Linked DNA regions of Zea mays: region 2 is linked to region 1. A link is a contact called in public Hi-C data. All regions are on one chromosome and are shown on one strand. The core of a region is the stretch at or near the end of the contact, and the rest is flanking DNA. Distances in the headings are between cores, read along the strand shown. Region 1 holds the start of LOC100279431 (putative RING zinc finger domain superfamily protein). Region 2 has its middle 56 kb from the start of LOC103634102.

The links. Hi-C and Micro-C count contacts between places; a contact is called where the count stands out from the background.
Region 2: a contact with region 1 is called in a Hi-C map of tassel, with 3 times the contacts expected there. The contact joins the enhancer-like site here to the promoter of LOC100279431 in region 1. A contact is called at or near these places in 4 of 25 Hi-C or Micro-C datasets (ear, leaf and tassel).

What each region holds. Positions count from the first base shown.
Region 1 is chr7:115,153,479-115,158,331 of Zm-B73-REFERENCE-NAM-5.0, forward strand. LOC100279431 (putative RING zinc finger domain superfamily protein) reads right to left here and starts at 2,030. Exons shown (of 15, transcript NM_001152440.1): 1 at 1,797-2,030; 2 at 673-760; 3 at 497-587; 4 at 310-397. The coding sequence starts at 1,996.
Region 2 is chr7:115,237,286-115,242,138 of Zm-B73-REFERENCE-NAM-5.0, forward strand. No RefSeq gene overlaps it. Among protein-coding and RNA genes, the nearest start is that of LOC103634102, 56 kb to the right of the region's middle. Within about 2 kb of position 2,421, at least 17 of the 20 cell types and tissues checked have an H3K27ac peak or open chromatin away from gene starts, as enhancers often do. A contact at or near this core is called in ear, leaf and tassel, where this site is marked.

The DNA.
Region 1 (4,853 bases), core at 780-3,279:
TCATTGTTCACACCATAGCAAATTTTTCTTGTAATTACTCTTGCATACAAAAATCCTGGCAACAACTTTGAACTTACTAGTGAAAAATGATTGCTGACTATTACCATCATCCTTATATATTACGAAAAGACTATATTTCCAGTGTATGGAGAATTTCTTACAGATTGGGATGACATTGTATAGGTTAGATTATTGATGTAGAAAAAGTAAAAGGGGAACTATAAAATGAGTATATGACAAAAAGTTGTACTGCACTGCTTATTATTGATATAAGTAATTTCCATTTTTCTACTGGTTTTATGTGATTACCTGAAGTTGTCAACCAGTGTAATGATTTCCAAAGCCAAGAGTGGAAGGAACACAAGCTTTAAATCTATGATGAAAGGCTCCACATGACCTAAAGACGAACAATTGAGCCAGCAAGTGAAAAACGATCAACTCAGAATGCAAACAAACAAACAAACAAATGATAAATCACAGTGCATAATGGATTCACCATTGTGGTTGAGGCCTTCTAGATAAACACAGAGAAGCAGCTCAAAGGCAACTAGTAACGGTGTTGCGACAATGGAATGGAATGGAACCCGCTGCACAGTTGAATGATCTAATTAACCTGCTTCTAGCCAACTTCAGAAAGAAAGTAGACGTTGAAAGCAAAAGTAGAAAACATACTTGACAACTTTCAGGTGATGGAGCCGGTAATGAGAATAGACATCGAGCCGCAACAGCATGGAACAACCATACAGGGATGAAAAGCGCCCTGCAGCGTTGAGAATTCCAATATTGAGATATGAAAGGCTGACATCAAATGTGTCTTGTACCTGTTTCAGTGTTTCTAGCAATCTTATGACAAACCCTGCAATATTCATGTCTGCAGATTCTTCATCAAGTTGCACCCACCAGACTAATGGGGTGTTTGGTTTGAGGGACGGGGTGATCTATAACCATCCCATCACTCAGTTTTTTCTTTGGATTGAGGAAAGTAATGAAAGTGTGTCTGTCAAAGTTAGTCACCCAAAATCTCAGCACCTTCGTTACACCAAATGTCAAAGCAGCTCTTAGCTGGTAAAGAACTAATAGAGTGTTTGGTTTGAGGAACCACTCCATCCTAGGTGAGGTGCGCCTCATAAGTATATTCATCAAATTTCTTGGAATAACTCCATTCAGGGGCGGACCTATGTTAGTCCCAGTGAGGGCTTAGGCCCTCGCTCAATTCTCTTTTGCAAGTAGTAAAGTCTAAATTTTCACCATGAATTCCCCTGCTCAGCAGCACTTAGATGTCTGCTCTGTTATTTTGGTACCCAACATTACAATTATGCTTTCACTCTCATTTTGTCTTGGGTCCGTCCCTGACTCTATTCCTAGTACAAGTACTAATTATTAGCTTATGAAAAATAAGGCGGTGATGCATCAAAAAGTGAGAAATGAGTAACCCATTCCTCAAACCAATCAGTCTATAAATTTCCAAATATCGAAGATCACTTCATAACCTGACTCAGGGCAGCATGCAAGAGCTAACTTCCAATTCATTTACCAGAAGGAATTTCAGAATCCCCTCATTGAGTGACTCAGTTGCACGTGCAATTTGTCAAATCACCAACGCATCATTTCCTATGTCGCAATTGAAAAATTAGAATTCACAACGTCCATGGCTACATGAGATACCCCCAAAGGATACTCAGTTTCTCCGAGCAAACCGATACGGACCTCGGCCCAGCGAAACGCGGGTAGCCGCTAACATTTGCGCTAGCGAAGTCCCAGATATGGATTGCTGGGCGTACATGATTACAGCTTACCACCAGGAGAGTGAGAGGACGCCGTCGAGCTTGAGCGCGAGGAGCGCGGTGAAGCAGAGCAACAGCGCGTGCGCCGCCACCCCCTGCCCGGCCCTCCGCACCCGCTGCCACGTTGCAGACTGCGGCGGCGCGGCCTCCCCCCTCCCCCGCTCGTCGGCGGCGCTACTTCCCGCGGCGTCGCCAGTTACTCCCCGTGCCATGAACGTGCGATGTGCGAGCGTGAGCAGTGCGTGTGATCTGACGGTGGGTCGTTCCCTCGTTTCTCCCCGCTCGTTTCTGGCTTTTCGGGTGAGGTTGGGCTCTATCGGTCACGGCAAAGTTGAAAGCTTTTATGAGAGTATTGTTACTGAGATTAAAAATTAGTATAAAATATATACGGAAAGATATATAAAATCTATGGTAAATTATTATTATAATATTAATATTATATTGACGATATAAATATGTAATATTATTTAAAATATATCAAGTCAAAAAGAATTAACTGATATCGAACAAATATTATAATATCGCAAAAATTATTTCTAAAAAATTAATATAGAATTTAGAATGATAGAAAAATATATCGACAATCGTACATTGATGTAGCGATATTATCAATTTCTGTTGTATGTTTGCAGGTATGTCATATCAGCACGAATTGTCCGCATAACTTAACGGATCGATCACAAAGTTTATCTGAAGAATTTTTGCATCCTATGAACAGGACATAAGAGAAGAAATTGTCAATATTTTATTATGTAACTGGAATGTATGTTTGAACATGAAATTGTGTACAACCTGAAACCAAATTTTTTAGTTTGTAGCACCAGTGTTTCACTTGAATAAAATTGGCACCAATAGTTTCACAAGAATGTAGACATAAACACATACCGAGTTCACTAAAACTAAGAAGACAAGCACATACATTATTTGTCGAGTTCACTTAATAAGAACATAGAAAATTAATTGCAACGAAGACAAACACATACTTCATTTGTCGAGTTCACTTAACAAGAACACAGAAAGTTCACTACAACTAAGACAAACACACATGTACCTAGTCCTTGACGAGATCACTTAACAAATGGAAAGAAACACATACAAACTTCTGTCATACACATACTGCAATGAACCATCTAGTTTTCCCAGAAACTAACATCATCTAACTGTGTAGACTACACTGCAACATCTAGTTTCTTCTTCTTTGAGGTCATTTTCTTAACAAGATGGTTTTAATGGTGTGTTAAGTCTAGGTGTAATTTGTTTGGTGGATTTAGTGGAGATTATGGATATGAGGGTGATTTGGTTTGGTGAGTTTTGCTAAGTTTAAACTGGTGGATTATATAGTGGTATAGATATAACATAATTGTAAACAACGTCAATAAACTTACTACTGAGACAAGCGCTTGAAGGGAGGGGTTGATGGCGGTAGCGACGCGAATGAGGAGGGAGGGGCGGCGAGGACACGGGGGAGGGGGATGAGGCTAGAGGCGGTAGGATCGGGAGAAGGGAGAGGGGAGTCTAGGGGTGGCAGGATCAAGAGGGAGGGATGAGGGGTCATCCAAATAATATTGTATATTGGATTTGAGTAAGGGAGAGGAGGTTATCCAGCGATACGAACCGTTGGTTTTAATAGTGTGTTAAATCTAGGCGTAATTTGTTTGGTAGATTTAGTGGAGATTATGGATATGAGGGTGATTTGGTTTGGTGAGTGAAAGTCGCCAGAGGGGGGTGAATAGGCGTAATCTGAAATTTACAACTTTAAACACACACTACAAGTCGGGGTTAGCGTTAGAACTTAAATCAAGTCCGGGAGAGAGGGGAAAATAAATCAAATGGAAATCAAGCGAATGAACATGATGATTTGTTTTACCGAGGTTCAGTTCCAATGAACCTAATCCCCGTTGAAGTGGTCACAAAGACCGGGTCTCTTTCAACCCTTTCCCTCTCTCAAACGGTCACTTAGACCGAGTGAGCTTTCTCCTTAATCAAACGGGTCACTTAGACCCGCAAGGACCACCACACACTTAGGTGTCTCTTGCTTTGATTACAAGTCACTTTGGAACAAGAATGAGGAAGGAAGAAAGTGATCCAAGCAACAAGAGTGCAAATGAACACGAGCTCACACTCTCTCAAGTCACTAGGTGGTTGGAATGAATTTGGGACTTGTAGAGGTTTTGATCTCTTAGATTGTGTCTAGGGTTGAATGCACTAGCTCTTGTATTGAATGAGAACTTCAGAAAACTTGGATGCTTGGATTTGTGGTGGTTCGGGGTATTTATAGCCCTCAACCACCAAGTGGCCGTTGGGGAAGGCTGCTGGCGATGGGCGCACCGGACAGTCCGGTGCGCCACCGGACAGACACTGTAGACTGTCCGGTGTGCCGCCACGTTACCCAACCGTTAGGGTTCGGGAGCAGTCGGCCGTTGGCGCTGTTGTCTTCTTGTGGCACCGGACAGTCTGGTGCCACATCGGACACTGTCTGGTGCGCCTCTGACTCTGTGGCTCTGACTCTACGCGCATTGTTTCCTCTGTCAGCGGCTTTTGCAGTCGACCGTTTGAGCGAGTAGTCGTTGCTCTCCTGGCTCACCGGACAGTTCGATGGCACACCGTACAATCCGGTGAATTATAGTGGAGCGTGGCTCAGTTTTCCCGAGAGTGGCTGGTTCATCTTCGTACTGACATGGTGCACCAGACACAGTCCGGTGGCACACCGGACAGTCCGGTGCGCCAGTCCACAGCACACTCAATTCTTTTGCTCTGGTTTATTTTTGTCCCTAACTTGAATCTTTTATTGGTTTGTGTTGAACCTTTTTGCACATGTAGAAGATGTATTCTAGAGCAAACTAGTTAGTCCATATATTTGTGTTGGACATTCAACCACCAAAATTAATTGTGGGAAAGGTTAACCCTATTTCCCTTTCAATCTCCCCCTTTTTGGTGATTGATGCCAACACAAACCAAAACAAATATATAAAATGCAGAAATGAACTATTTTGTATAAGGTAAGTGCATAGGTTACTTGGGATTAAACCAATTGATAATCTCACTAGATATGAATGGATTGCTTTCTTT
Region 2 (4,853 bases), core at 1,171-3,670, 84 kb after region 1:
CTCTGTGATTGTTGTGTTCACAAGAACTCGCTTCAAGCTACTTAACCGTACTAACACTTATAACTAAGTTTTGTGGCTATTAGTGTTTGATTTTTACAGGATCACCTATTCACCCCCCCTCTAGGTGCTCTCAATAACAACACCAACAATGCAATGCATATGGCAAATTAAGTTTAATTTCATAAGTTAACCATGTGAGGGTCCGAGCCGCTCATGACCGTGAGCACGACTGATATACCAGTTTTACACTTTGCAAAGGGTGTGCATCTTTACCCACAAGTCGTGTTACCCATCTGCCAAGGGGTCATGAATCCCATACACCTCTACCAAGGAAGCGAAGTAGGGTAACGCTACGAGGCCTTTACAAAGTTCCACTAGCTTCAGAAAACCCGCTACGGTTTCTAGGGAGCGCAATGCAGGAATCCACCGTCTGACCGCCATCGCAGCAAAATTAGCCCGAGAACCTCCCTACACCGACCACTCCCCTACTGCCCTTGCCTCTTTCGGGTAAGGTAGTCCTCCACTAGCTTTCCTAATTAGCAGCCAAGGGCGTCCCATGCCACCCATGTGGTAGCACTGTTTTCTCGGGTGGTCGCTCCATGTTCCAATTAACAATATGATCTTATCATGAACAATAATTAAACAACAACATAATTGGAACATGATCGTAATACAACATTAGTTTTCCAAAACTAAGTAGAGCAATAGCAAAACTACCCAATAGTGCTTCTGTTTGCAAGGTAAGGGATAAACAATGCTAGGGAGACCTATTGGGTCCCATCAAAATTAACCTGAGCATGTCACAGTGATTAATAGGGACATTATTAGGTAAAAAGGAGTGACCAAGGGCACAACTTGCCTTAGACTTGAGATTCTCAGGTACTTCACCAAATTGGTCTTTGGATTCTCGTGACCTCACTACTGCTCGTAGCAATACACCAATACATACAAATAGACAAGAAGTACAAAAAAATAACAGTACACCAAACATGAGAACAAATAGCATAAGATATGATTTTCCGGAGATCTACGTGATTAAACAAATAAAACTGGCTTTCTATGTTGATTTTATAAATCATGTGACAAAGATAATCTAAAGGAATAATTAATTCATCTTTAATCAAAATTATAACTTAATCACCGATTATATTTTAGCCAGATTATAATTAGAGATAGATTAACTTTGATCACCAAGATTAATCTACTAAACATAGGTTAAATAAATATCCAATTATGGTACAATTGATGTTGTTACAGCGTAGAAAATGTTATTATAAAGTTAACGCAACTCGAACGGGTTAAAATGGAGATAAAACGCGGTAGATATGTTTTTTCGAACCTTCTACAATTATTTTTATATTATAAATTGGTTTCTTGAATTTCTTTATAAACCTAGGGGTTGTTTTACAAATTTCAAGGACCTAGATGTAAGAATCCCCTAGCGGAGGGATGGCGGGTTGGTTTGAAGAAACTCGAGGGTCTCTTTTATAATTTGGCTGAGTCGAAGGGGTATCGGACAATTTCGACCGCACGATGAGGATTCTATGACCTAGATTAGATCTAGCCTTATGCGAATCGGTACGAAGTTATGGCCGTCGGATTGGAGATCCATGGCTCCCATTAAAATACTCGATCATCCCATCAGGTCCATCCGTAGTTAATCCAACGGCACAGATTTGATCACCAAAGGGTATGCACGCTATCTAATCTGGATCATTTGTTCCGGAATCAACGACCACCACCTCATCTCCTCCCTCCCGCTAGTGACTAGTGGTGGCGCCCAATTCTACCGTGGCGCCCTCCCCGACGATCCCAATCTGCATGCTCTGGTGATCATTCCCCAATTCGACATAGCCACACAGAGCGGAGGAGACGAGGAATACGAGGGTAAGCTTATTACCATGGATCGTGCAGTGTGTTGACCCGGCCCCGCAGCATGTGCCCCCTGTAAACCCGCAACCCAACGTCGTCGAGGGATTCTGGCTACCGCACTCACCTGGTGAAACCTTGAGCACACGTAGAGCCTCCTAGACAGTCCCTCATGAGCCGCCTGAAGGTAGCATGGACCTAGCCCCAGATCGACGATGGCTGCGCTCCAACTTTTCTGTTCGCTCAACGAGGTGCTCTGATCTCCCTTCCTTCTAGCGTCGATGGGGGGTCAGGTGCACAATTTGGTCCAGGAGGAGCTCGGGGCTCAACCGCGAGGATTTGGGATGAAGATCTTGTCCCTGAAACGCGGTTGAGGTTGTTGCACGGTCGCGGACCCAGCTATTCCATCGGACTTGAGCTAGCAGAGACCCCTGAAGAACTGGCCTGCACGACAGCCACACCGGGAAAAAGGAAAAGAGAGAGAGGAGTGAATGGGTCGGTGCACAACTATTCAACCCAGTGCGTGAGTGTAAAAAGGGGCAGGGCGAGCCTGGTGCTAGAAAAACGAATGGGTCGGTATGGAGTACTTGGGCTGGCGCGGGTGTGATCGATTGGGCTGGATCTGGGGAAGTCGGCCCAGGTAACAGTTGGTCTTCTTTTTTTCAGCTTTCTATCTTCTTTCTTCTTTTTTTATCTTCCAAACTCATATTTCGAATTTGCTTTGAAATTTGCACACACAATTTGAAACGCTCAAGCAAATAAAACTTCAGCATGAGACAAAAGGTTAATTTCATTATCAATCTATTCATTTAGATGAAGGCTTCTAAACATATAATGGATACATGAACTTTTACATAATTTAAAGAACGGATAATCATCCTATGTTATTTCGAAATCAAATTCTAGTTTTCCTTTTTTAGAGACTGTTCTAAATATATTATTCAACAAATGAATGGTTTCACTCGCATAAGAACCCTTTTCATTTAAATTTACAATTCATTTTAATTGATTTATAAAGGAAAATACTTAAAACTATAACTTGTGATTCTAAACTACTCAATTCTTACCTAATTAAACTAGGTTTTGATGAATTTTTGTTGGTTCGAAAATTAGGATGTTACATGAGCTCACATACGTTCATCACTCAACAAGTTGTGGGGAATAATGTGCATGAACTCACCAAATGTGGGAGCTCATGTGAAGTGTAAGGCTTACCAAAGAGGATGGTTAAAGCTGAGCATTGCTTTTAAAGTTGGTCAAAATTTTATTAGCAGTTACTAAGTATAAGTAGATACCATCCCAATTCAATAAGAGATCAAGATTAATAACAACACTCACAATGCAATGCAAAATGAGAATTTCAGTTTAATTCCATAAGTTAATCATGTGAGTGTCTGAGCCACTCATGACCGTGAGCACGGCTGATATACCGGCTCTCCATGTTCCAATTAACAATATGATCTTATCATGAACAATAACTAAACAACAATATAATTGTAACATGATCATAATGAAACATTAGTTTCCCAAAACCAGGTAGAGCAATAGCAAACCTACCCAATAATTCATCTGTTTGCAAGGTGGGGGATAAACAATGCTAGGGAAAACTATTAGGTCCTATCAAATTAACCTAAGCATGTCACAGTGATTAACAAGAAAATTATTAGGTAAAAAAGAGTGATCAAGGGCACAACTTGCCTGAGACTCGAGATTCCAGGTACCAGGATGATCTTCAGATTCTCGTGACCTCACTGCTATTCGTAGCAATACAAACAAACATGGTATATGCAAAATTAACATCACACCAACCATAAGCACAAACTGCATAATAATATTCTACGCGATGCTACGAGATCGTGAGTTCGAGAACTACTAAAATCGGAGTTACGGTTAAGGAGTTATGATTTATGGAAGATCTATGTGATTCAAATATTAAATTATATTATAAATTGATTAGTATACATCATATGAGAGCATATTCTATAAATAATTAACTCGACTTTAATCTAGATTATAACCTGATTAGAAATCATATTTTAGTCAAATTCCCATCATGGACCAGTTTGACTTTGGTTAGAAGGTCTAATCTACTAATCATAGGCTAAACAAATATCTATTTATAAAAAATATATTTTATGGTACAAATAATGTTGCCACTGCGTAGACAATTTTATTACGAAGTTAACACAACTTGAACGGACAAAAACGGAGTTAAAATGGGAAAGTTATGAATTTTCTAAGTTTATCATATTTATTTTTATCCTAAAAATCATTGTAGATTTTAATTTATGAGATTTCTCAACCCGTGGATGGCGGCCACAAATTCTCATAAGCTCAGGGTTCACTACGTAAAAATCTGGGTTCTATTGCAATTACTTTGCACAAGCCGAGGATGGCGGGTTCATAACACCGAACCCCAAGGACTCATATGCAAAAATGCAGCCACGAAGGGGTATGACTAAGTTCTGGCTATTCGATCAGAAACCGACGGCCAGGATTAGATCGCAGTTCTCATAGATGGATACGATAAGCTCACCATGGGGTCTATATTGGATGGTTCACGTTTTATGAAGCCTGATCTAATTTTGCCCCTCCGATTAGATCTCAACGACCCGAGTCCCACCCAAGTGAACGGGTACACACTTCAATTTTGTGCGTTGATGATAGATCAGACAGTGCACGACACCGAGACGAAGGGGGAAGTCCGCTTTTAATCCTAGACGTCCATCCCCAGATGGACGGCAGTCGCACCATCTTCCCCCTCTCGCCAGCACCCGAGCTCCACATCGGTGCTTTGAATCCCGCGACGGAGCACTGCCGGTGAGATGCCCCAACCACCCAATCGGATGCAATTACACTATGTGCACACCAATGTGAATTACATGGAGAGGCCCTTACCGTCTCTGGTGGTGTAAGTAGCAATGCCTCGATAGCCCGAGGATCCGCGGCGACGGTGCACCAACGGCGAGAAATCGACGGTCACC